2 separate regions of the Sus scrofa genome follow, and region 2 is linked to region 1. A link is a contact called in public HiChIP or PLAC-seq data. All regions are on one chromosome and are shown on one strand. The core of a region is the stretch at or near the end of the contact, and the rest is flanking DNA. Distances in the headings are between cores, read along the strand shown. Region 1 has its middle 120 kb from the start of LCLAT1. Region 2 overlaps LBH (protein LBH).

Region 1 (5,428 bases), core at 1,625-4,124:
ACACGGTTAGACATCCACCTCTTTCCAGACATGGGCACATGACCCAATTCTGGGATTTTTTTTTATTAGAATTCTTAGGAAACATTAGTTCATTTTCAGCTGAGTTTGAAGCTGGGAGGATGTGAATGAACACTGCCGGAAACTACCACTTGGAAGCATCTGCTGAGAAGAACATCAACTTAGAGCTGAGAAGTAAAGTCACCTGGGTCCAACAGTTCCTTAAGCAGGAGTGTCCCTCCTTCTTATTTTGCAGTTATAAGAACCTTTGTGCTTAAGACAAGATAAGTTGGGTGTCTGCCATTCCAAGCAAAGGAATCCTCGTAATACAGACAAGGGATAGGTCAATAGCTTTGGCCCTACCTTCTGTTGAAGAATTAAATAACGATTCTTGACTCAACTCCTCCAGCTTCCTCCCCGAGCCTCCCACGTGTCAGTCATACCCAGGACAAGTTTCCCTGGACATGGTGCTTGGGAAATTAAGTGACTTCCAGTTGCAGTGACCCCATCCTTCTTCCATTACCCCAGTTAGTATTTCTGGGCTTTTTCTTTGATTCTGGTTCTGTGACCTAGACTCCCAGATTGTTCTGGATTCTCTGGTCTGGGACTCTATTTGCCTGTTTGGACTTTCCAGAGTTGAACTTTACTTGGCCAGGGTTTCAATTTACCATAAACCTTGAGCATTTGTTGCCTAGCCTGGAAGCGCCTCCCCACAGCCAGGTCCATTCTTTCTCCTGGGAAGAAGGATCTTGAGTAACCAAGACTCTGAGATCTACTCCTAAAGATACTTCCTGACTCCAGTGTAAGTTAGATGCACACCCAAATGGAAACCCAAAGGAGACCCATCAGGTTGGCTAGGAATCTGGAAACCAGGTCCTTAAAGTTAGATGCAACGAAGTTGTGGCATTTGGCCTGGAAAAGAAGTTAAAGGAGAGATGTGATATCTTTCTGCTAGTGTTTATAGGAGTGTCACGTAGGACTGGAACCAATGTTGAATGTCCCAGGGAAATGAATCTGGGGTCATTGGAAGAACTACTTTGGATTATTGTTATGTACTTGAGAATTGACCTTTATTTCAGCAGGAACATCTGTAACATCCTGATCATCTCTCAATGTCATTCTCTGTGTACATGAGCAAACATTCATGGATGAATTCCTGGGAATGGCACTGGGAAGAGCATGAAGAGGGTGAGGAGACCTTGGTGACCTTCGTGGAGAAATGTCATTGCCCAAAGCTGGAGCAAATTCCTGGCCCTCAGGAAGCTGGGAATAAGAATCATTGCCCATGATCCAAGCTTAATTCTAGGGAGCCGAAGTATTTCTTCACTGCGGGACAAAGGGGGGAGTCCCCCTGTGCTAAATCAGGGGGCAGCTATCTTCATAAGGCTGGGGGAATGGGGACCCGAGTTTAATAATGGTAAATCTATCAAAACCAAACGGACATAGCCCAAATCCTGTGGGCAATAAACATCCACAGGTGAAATTTTATGAGGTTTTAAAGGGAATTTTATGAGTTTTGAGGGAGCCTCAGTATAAACTGAAACCAGCCATGGAAAAACAATATACTGTGAGCTGTGGAAAGCAATATCTGAAAATTCTGTCACTGTTACCAAACCAAAGAAACTGTTCAGGAGAAGGATAAAGATATGCTAGATTTCCTGTCTCTCCTCTGACTTCTGGTGAGGTAAGCTGTCTTACCAGCAAGAGTTTTAACTCTCTGAGAGAAAGGGCTATTTAAGGTCTCCTATGTTCTGTATAGCACCTGGTACAATGCAGGTGAGCATACGTGCATATACAAACACACGCAAAATAATTCTAAGATAAAGGCAATAATATTTGTGAGTACTTCCACCTGGAGTCCCCACTGTCCTGGGGACTTTATGTATCATATGTAGGAAACTTGAACTCTGAATGTTAAGATTTCCCAAGGTCCCATAGGGAATAAATAGCTGAAGTCTGATTTTAATCCAGGTCTGTCTGTCCCTAGAGCCCATGGCCTTTCAACCACAACCATGGTTGCCAGGCTTTTGGATTTCATCAACCAATGCAGTTTCAAAACACTCCAGAGAACCTGCTTGGGTTGCCAATATTTTATGGACAGGCTCTTGTTAAGAATTGAGAAAGTTATATTAAAAATGGGCAAAAAGACAGGATGTGAGCTCAGAAGGAAGAGAAAAAATTGAGCAATATGAAATACTCCATGCCTTAATGCTCACTCGTGTGTGTGTGTGTGTGTGTGTGTGTGTGTGTGTGTGTGTGTGTGTACCTGAAAAAACATTGTCATTAATGGGCATGACCTTGGCTCTTGGAACCAAAACTCTCTACCACACCTCACTTTCTTCACTCCTGTACCACCTGGTACCATGTCCCACACAAAGCAGGTGCTTAAGACTTGCTATTGAATGACTAAGATTATTGGCTCTTTTCGGTTGGATCCTCTGCACAAACCTCAGTGGTGGCGTTCTTAGCAGGGCCCCAGACCTAAATAAGGCACTTCATCTCATTTACCTTTGTGTTCGAGGCTTAAGAAAACCTGGACTTTGCCACCACTTCCTCGTCCATCCCCTCTACAACAGCAAGATTTCTCCTTTGGCAGTTTCTCTCCATACAGCTTTGTTTCTTTTCACTACAGAGATTTCATCACTGCCCCTCTGGCCTAGACTCTCACCCTCAGAGGTTCTCTAAGGAATGGGGTCAGGGAGGCCCTTGCAACCCTAAGAGGTGAATGGTCACTTCAGCCTGGGGAGTCTGTTGTGCGTGCCCTTATCCGAGTTCTTCCGCTGAACGACCTTGGGAAATTCTCTCCTCTTCTCTGGACCTCTGTTTTTTTATGTACAAAATGAGAGGGATCAGGCCAAAACATCTCAAAGGGTGCTTCGCTTCCAGTCTTGGCAACCTACCCCTCTCTTCCATCTGGCTGATTGCAGCTCCTTCCACATCAGGGCTCCTTTTGTTTGAGAAAATCTGGGATTTGGGGATGGATTCAATGACAAGTTGGCTCTTGAAGGAGGTTCTGTAATATGATCGTGCAGCTGTTTAGTGATTCTACATGAGTGTACGATCACTTCAGGGTGGAATGTCAAAGTTTACCAGACATTATCTTGGACCAATTCTCCTTTTTCCATGAGACCAAATCATTATCCTCAAAAGCATTACTAATTGTGCACATCCACCAGATGCTGGAAGGCCCTCGCTGGGAAGCAGAGGACCCACGCTGGGGGTCAGCCACCTCGCTGGGTTTCTCTTGGGCTGGCCTTCCACTGGAGGGCCTGGCGGGAGGCCAGGCTGTGCCCTGGAATAAATGACTTGTCAAGTCACCAGCCATAGCCTCAGGAAGTGCTCTCACATCCTCTAGGCCTTTCATTTATCTTGCAGCTGTAAAACCAGCTCTCCTTAGAAGCCTACCTCACTGAGGGAAAGGTTCAGTTACAGGGCCCAAGTTTTAAAACAGATTTTTTTTTTAAGACTTCCTTGCCCTTTAATTTTAGAACAGTTACTCTCTGACACCCATCAGAACAAGGCTATTTGGAAGTCATCTCGAAACAGAGGAGAAGAGGAGCGAGCAAGCACTGAGCTGCCTGCTGGATGGACTTTGGTTGCTTTTGCACATACAGATCAAAAGCCTCCTGAGCAGTTAACCCTCAGCAAGGGAGCGACTCCTACAAACAGAGAGGATTTGGCAAAAGGGAGTGAGCCCTGCGTGCAAATGCTTTGCCTTTATCAGCACTGGAGATTTCTAGTCGCCTCTATAAATATCCTAAAGATGAGCTTTGGCTCCACTCTGAAAACAGCCCTGGGACCTACAAGCCATCTTAACCTGCAGGGGGTAAGGTTCCCCAGACTCGCAAGATTATGCAGTAACCCTTTCAGTCAAGATCCCTGGATGTGTGGAGGAGATGCCCAGCTTTGTGTGATCTCTTTCTCCTTGGTGATATTCTATATTTTAATCTCTGGTGATCAGTATAAAAGCTAGAGTAAAAACAGAAAATGAAGACTTCCCACCATGGTCAGTGGGTTAAGAATCTGACTGCAGCAGCGTGGGTCGCAGCAGAGGCATGGGTTCAATCCCCAGCCTGGATCAGTGGGTCAAAAGATCCTGTGTTTATGCCTGAGGAGTAGGTTACAGCTGCAGCTGGGATTCAATCCCTGGCCCGGAAACTTCCATATGCCTTTGATGCAGGCATTAAAAAAGAAAAAGAAAAAGAAAATGAAAGCCTTGGAGAAGTGGCAAAACCAAAAAGACAGAGACACAATGAGTCATATGTCAAAAGAAGAAATATTGAAGGACAGCATGAGAATGAGATGATTCAGGAGATGTCTTTGGGGAGTGGCCACAAAAGATGTTTGAGACCAGCAAGGGCCCAGAGACCCTCAGAGAAGCCAACCTGGGGAAGACTTGCCCGAAACTAGGAATGCACCTTGAAGAAGTGCCTGCGAGGGGGAGGGCGGGGAAGGACACTGCTCCAGGGACCCTGAGGCAGGTCCAACCTGACCTCCACGGAAGGCCCAGAGAGCCCCCAGGGAAGGTTCCCCACTGGCTCTGCAGCAGAGACATTGGAGGGGAAAAGCCAGTCCAGGGGCAGCTGGGAGAAGAGGGCGGGAGGAGGCCCTGATGAGGAGGTGTTGGGGGCAATTTGCTGGGGCTCTAACCACCCAAGGGGGCCCAGGCCCACCAAGAAGGAGCTCCTTTGACCCATTACTCAAAGTTACGGAGAAAGAGTCAAGATATTGAAAAGGCATTGGAAAGCCTCCAGTTTTGGAAACTCCTGGGCCATCATCCTCACTGAGCAGAGGAGCCAGAGGCTGTTCTTGTCTCTCTGTTGACGAATCGCATCCCTCCCACACCTGTGAACAGGAAAGCGTGTTGGCCTCACAGAACTGGAGATCAAGCCACCTCCTCAGGGAACCAGTGAAGACCCCTAAAGTCACCCCGAGAGCTGGTGGCAGAGCCCCAGCTGCAGCGACGTTCTCCTCCTTCCTGAGCCCCAGTTCCCTCCCCTCCTCCATCAGTTTCTGGACCCTCGGGGTTGTGCATCCCTATGCCCCACTTTTGAAACCGAATGCCTCCTGTGGCATCTGCCTGTCTCTCCACCCTAGAGAGCCTCCCGCCTTGACCTCCAGCTTACGGTGACCCTGGGCCTACCGCCGTGCACAGCACACCCTTGTCCCCTGGGTTCCCCCACATGCAGTCTGCTGACTTCTGTGGGCCTGTCTGCTGCCGGCTTTCACTGCAGCTCAAGAGCCTCTCCTGACCTCCTCAGGGGTGTGTGTGCTTCTGCCCTGGCCCACACATCCCCCCACTCCTCTCAGGGCAGGTGTGTGTGCAAGTCCCCAGGAGGGCTCTGTATGTAGACATGCAGGGCACTGGGGGCATGCAGGGGGCTGCCAAGACCTGTCCCCAGTGTCCTGCACGTGTGCAGACACACAAATG
Region 2 (5,707 bases), core at 1,153-3,652, 150 kb before region 1:
GGATCTGGCCAAGGCAAGTGGCTCCCCTTCCAGCTGGCCTAACCCATGCCCTGGGAAAAGAGAGGCACTGAGGGGGAGGTGATGAAGTCACAACCATTTCTCCAAAGAGCCTGGCCTAGAATTTGTGAGCGCAAGCCCAGGAATGCTGCTGATTTGCTCCTGTCCTAAGCCACAGCTGCAGACTCTAAATGCGCCTTGGGAACCCCAGATTTACCTAATAAGAACCATCATTAGGAATTTAAAGTTTACAGAACATATTTGTATGTACCTGCATTTGCTTTTCTCCAAAGCCCTATAAAATGGGTATTAGCATTAATCCCAATTTATAAATGAGGAGAGGAGGATGGGCCACCACACCTTTGAGCCTGTTGGGTACCATACTGGCCCTCAACCTGAAGCATCATGTAATACAGTAGAGAGGAAACTCTTTCCTCATTTTACTCAAGAGGCAACCGAGACTTAGAAAAGTTAGAGACTTGACCCTGGCTATGGAGATAATAAGACATGAGGACAAAGGAAAAGCTGTATCTTTCAGACTCCTCCTCTACCTGTGGGAGTGGCGATTTTCCATTCCAAGTTTGGGGTTGATTCCCCACCTCCCCCGCCCCCGACTGGAACCAGAGAGGGGAGAGGCTCATTGCGTGATTTTGAATGCTGAGACGAAGCCTCCCAGGGCCTTGGAGAGAGACCTGGTTATTCCTCTCAGCCCCTCCACCCCTCCTCCCCTCTCCCCCTACACCAGCAAGCCTCTTGCCTCTGTTCTCCCCCAGCAAAGAGGAGCAGGATGCACAAGCTCCCTGGGTCTCAGCTTGCAGAACTGGTAATGAGCCTTTTATGTCTAGTTAGCTGCCTTTCATCTCCTCTACCCGGGGGTGTCCGTTTTCCCTATTAGCATCTCTCAGCTCTTTGCCGAGCCCTCTGCCCTCTTGGTGGCCAGCTCAAGTTGTCAGGGAGGACAGTGGAGGGAGGTGTGCACACGGGGGAGGGCTGCTCCAACCAGAACCGCTCACATTTTCCATGCTAGGTGCCAGACATCTCTTTCCTCTCCCACCCCTGGGGCAGCCAGGTTTGAGTCACCTGGCTGAGAGGCAGACAGTTGATACCTAGGCCCCCAAATTTCAGGGCTTTGGGGCCCTGGTGTTACCTTTCAGTTTCCCTCCATGGGTGAAATGGGAGCTGACTGGCTGGCAACTTTTATGCTTGAACAAAGGCCTGCTGACTTATTCCTCATCTCCAGGAGCTCACCTTCAACCCCAACCCCAGACTTCCCTCTCTCTCTCTTTTTCTTCTTTTTAGGGCCACACCCTCCGCATATGGTAGTTCCCAGGCTAGGGGTCGAATTGGAGCTGTAGCTGTTGGCCTACACTGCAGCCACAGCAGTGCAGGATCTGAGCCGTGTCTGTGATCTACACCACAGCTCACGACCACACCGGATCTTTAACCCACTGATCGAGGCCAGGGATTGAACCCACATCCTCATGGATACCAGTCAGATTCATTTCTGCTGAGCCACAGTGGGAACTCCTGAACCTAGACTTCCCTGCTCTGAGACTGCCTGTGCTGGTCCATCAACGAAACATCCTGAGCTTCCTGGACAGGCCTGCTTTCACTGTGTCTTGTATTTAACCATTTACTTGTGTAGCTATTCAAATTTATATTAACGTTATATATTTCACATAATTTCATATTACTATTAAATGTCTGTTGATAAAACTTAAAGGAAATTAAAATGTTTAGTCTCAAGTACTTCATAGACACCTGTAGCTGGTGCTTACCATTGGACAGTGCAGATAGAAAACATTTCCTTTTTTTTTTTTTTTGTCTTTCTGCCTTTTCTAGGGCTGCTCCTGTGGCATATGGAGGTTCCCAGGCTAGGGGTCGAATCGGAGCTGTAGCCACTGGCCTATGCCAGAGCCACAGCAATGCGGGATCTGAGCCACGTCTGCAACCTACACCACAGCTCACGGCAACGCCAGATCCTTAACCCACTGAGCAAGGTCAGGGATCGAACCCACAACCTTATGGTTCCTAGTCGGATTCGTTAGCCACTGCGCCACGATGGGAACTCCAACGTTTCCATCATTGTGGAAAGTTCTCCAGGACAGCTCTGATCTACACGGCCAGAAGTTCCAGTATGTTGACATCACACGCTGTTTCTCCCTAGAAGGTCCTCAAGCTCCTTTGACCTTTTGAGTGAACTCATTGGAGTTCCCAAAATGTCAGGGCTTGTTGGGATTGGAGGCCACCTGGCAAAGGATGGCCTCTGTAAATTTCGCCATGCCCAAGTTTAAATGCCTGCTGTTCCTCCAGAGGGAGATGCGAAATGTTCCTGGTGCAGGTGATTTGAAGACGTCTCCCCATTTGCAAAGCAGGGAGCTTGCTGTCCATCTGGGCTGGCAGCCCAGTGTGACAGCTGGATGAGGAGTCCAGGGTTGGCAGACAGCGGAAGGGGCAGGGCTGACAGAATCCCAGCTGGGATGGATGCTTCTAGATCTGTCCTGTGCTTGGGGTGAGGGTGGGAAATGCCTCTCAGCCTCCTCATCTTCCCTTCTGAGCCTCTTGGAAATGAGCCTTTCCTGCAGAGAAAAGAGAAAAGGATTTTATTTCCCTGGCCTTTCCCCAGTCCGGGGAGAAGGGGTGTTTTGGGGTAAGAGGTTTAACCAGAAGCAGTTTCTTTTTGGAACAGGGGCAGTGCTTTATTCCCTGCCAGTTCCTGCAGGCAAACAGCATGCCGGGCTGGCCTGCTGCCCCAGCCCTACCTGTCATGTGCTTGGCAAGTCTGACTTGAGTCCTTTTTTCCACTGCCTTCCCCGCCCCGTCAAATTGCCGTTGCAACCTCTCATTTTTCTGCTGCCTAGATGATTAAAAAGCATGACTTAGTGGAAAAATCTTGACCTCCTTGGGGTCAGCCTCTTAGGCAGCTGTTGGAGATAAGATTGTACTGGCAAAATACTAGGCTACACTTTGCAAGGCTTTCTGTCTGGGTGTGAGGAAATGAGAAGCTGTTTGGTTCTGGGTGCGTTTTGTTTGTCTTTGGAGAGAGCTACAATTTTCAGAGGCATAAATTGTATTCTCTGATAATAAAATAAAATCTCTGATGGGAGGGTTGGATTATTATAGTGATTTTTTGAAATGTAATGAACAGGCTTTGTAAAAAAAAAAAAATTTTTTTTTTTTGATGGCGCTTGGCTTGAGCAATTCAGGGAGCAAAGTTCTCTGGCAACTAAGCAGTATCAGAAGTTCAATGCTCAGACGTCCCCCAAGGACTTAAAAGACTTAATTGTGCAGCTCTGGTATGAAAAGCATTGTTTGGAGTTGTTTTAATTACTTGTTAGTATTGCTGCCTCTCGCTTAGGGATTGAGTACTTACCGTAGTCCTGTTGAAACTGCTCCAAAAGAGGACATTCCAATTTGAATTTAGCATATGTCTTCAAAGCATTTTATCGTCTTGGTATTTGCCAAGCATTTGTACCCATCCAGTGAGACCAGACAATCTCTTCACGTCATCAAAGGAATAACAGAGGCCCTGGCGGCGGAGAGGGCTTTGTTAGGGTCTCGTGGAAAATCAGGGTCTCTGGCTTGACACTGTCTTAACACATGAACATCTCCTTTGAAATCTTGAGGGCCTGAGTTTGGGTCCCCACCCGACCACTTCCTAGCTCTGTGGCCTTGAGTAAGTCACTTGCCTGCTCTGTGCTTGAGTTTCCTCATCCAGCCAGTAGTGATCACACCACTTCAGAGGATTACTGTGGAGACGGAGATTCTGCTCAGCAAATGTGCCTGGTATATCTTCCACCATCATCCTCCTTATTTTAACGTTTCCCCCTGCTTTTAGTTCGTTAAAGACCCTTTCCCAGCATAAAAGGAGATCACTTGCTCTGCACCCTTGTTGTTGTCCCTCTGCTGGCCTTGCTGCTGCTTGTCCCTTTGGCTCTTCCTCAGCTTGGGTGATCTGAATTAGAAGCCAGTTGCGACCTCTCTCAGCTGTGGAGTCACAGCGTGGGCACAGCCCTGGGCTTGAGGTCGGAGGGTAGAGGCAGGGGCCCAGGTCTGTCCCGGGCCAGGTGTCACCTCCCCTTGAAATTTCATGGCTCTGTCCTTGACGATCTGGAACAACGGTGCAGACGGGGAAGCTCATTTCTGGACCTGGCTGCCCAGACGGTCGTCTGAACTGGGGCCCGCATGGGGGCCTCCAGCAGCCAGCTGGGCTCTTAAGGCCTGGGATCTTGCCTGCCCTCCCTGGTCGGTTTTCTATTGACCCAGGAGTGTCCATTCATTTTCCAAAAGGCACAGGTGCCATGAACAGCAGATCTAGGTTTGAATCCTGCCTCTCCCATGTGACCCCCAGGTCCCCAGGGTCTCTCTGCTCCTAGGGGGTTTGATAAAGCCCAAGGGAAGTCATGTGTGAAAGTGTGCTTTCCATCGTGGGGTTCCCCTTTCATGCCCAGAGCCCATGCTTGGAAGGACACCTGTGTCCTCACCCACAAGGAGGGGCTCCAGCTCTACACGAGAAGGGAGGGGGGCCCAAGGAAGCCACTTGGCCCTCTCCCTACTCAGCACACGGGTCTGTGTGCACCGCACAGGCCAGGGCAGCCGTGCAGGGCTGGCTGCCTCTGGAAGAGAAAGCCCAAAGTGGGGGATCAACAGGCCTCCCTTCACCCCAAGCCTAGCCCCTCTCCGCCTTGTTTTCCTCCTGGCTGCTCTTACCATACTTTTTATAAGCCTCGTTAAGTCTTTAATGAAGCCTGGTTGTGCAGCTGGCTTAAGACTTAATCCCCAGCAATAGGGCTTTATTGGATAAATGGTTAATAATCACAGGTCTGCAGGGATTGGGGAGGTTGGGTTGAGGCCCGTGGTTCCCAGCAGCCCCACGTGGCCTGTGACGTGGGCAGGGGACTTGACTGGGGCAGCACTGCTTAGGATTGGGTGCCGTAAGATCAGGCACCCTTATAGCATCCTAGAAGCTGGGGGGCCTGAGTTTGTAGGGGATACTTCTACTTCCTCCGGGAGCCAGAGCCAGGTATAGGGAACCCCCAGCACTTCAAATGTGGGTCTCCACCTTCTCTAGGTTTTGCTTTCCTTTCTTTTTTCTCATTAACAAGCTGTTATGACCCTGAGCAAGTTTCCTGACCTCCTCATATATGAAATGGAGAGTTTGGAAGAGATGGCCTTGAAGGTGCCGTTTGAGCCCCTGTGTCCCAAACAGTGTCTCTTCTCTCTGGCACTTGGGAGTGTCCCTGAGGGCTGTGAGTGACGAGGGACTAGCAGCCCATCGGATTAAGTACTTAAACTGCTGGGCAAAGAATTGGGTCAGCTGTAGTCACAGGGCAGCATGTCCAAAGGGAATCTGCAGAGCCTGAATTGTATAGCCTGGTTTGGGGTTTCTCCCGGCTCTGGGCAGGACCCACAGCAGGCATTAAAAAAAAGAAGTCTCGAAGTTCCCAGTGTGGCTCATCGGGTTAAGAATCCAACACAGTGTCCGTGAGGATGCGGGTTCGACCCCTGGCCTTGCTTAGTGGGCTAAGGGTCCAGCGCTTCTGTGAGCTGCCGCTTAGGTCGCAGATGCTGCTCAGATCTGGCGTTGCTGTGGTGTAGGCCGGCAGCTGTAGCTCTCATTCAACCCCTAGCCTGGGAACTTCCATACTTCACAGGCAAGGCCCTAAAAAGAAAAAAGAAAAAAGTCTCGTGGACGGGACTCTGAAAAAGA

What was found. HiChIP or PLAC-seq counts read pairs in DNA pulled down with a chosen protein or histone mark.
Region 2: a contact with region 1 is called in an H3K27ac HiChIP or PLAC-seq map of skeletal muscle, with 3 times the contacts expected there. The contact joins two enhancer-like sites. A contact is called at or near these places in 1 of 47 Hi-C or Micro-C datasets (heart right ventricle) and 1 of 2 datasets of contacts at active chromatin or transcription factors (skeletal muscle).

What each region holds. Positions count from the first base shown.
Region 1 is chr3:108,928,012-108,933,439 of Sscrofa11.1, reverse strand. No RefSeq gene overlaps it. Among named protein-coding and RNA genes, the nearest start is that of LCLAT1, 120 kb to the right of the region's middle. Within about 2 kb of position 2,874, at least 19 of the 83 cell types and tissues checked have an H3K27ac peak or open chromatin away from gene starts, as enhancers often do. A contact at or near this core is called in skeletal muscle, where this site is marked.
Region 2 is chr3:109,081,691-109,087,397 of Sscrofa11.1, reverse strand. All of the region lies in intron 2 of LBH (protein LBH), which reads left to right. Among named protein-coding and RNA genes, the nearest start is that of LBH, 29 kb to the left of the region's middle. Within about 2 kb of position 2,402, at least 30 of the 83 cell types and tissues checked have an H3K27ac peak or open chromatin away from gene starts, as enhancers often do. A contact at or near this core is called in skeletal muscle, where this site is marked.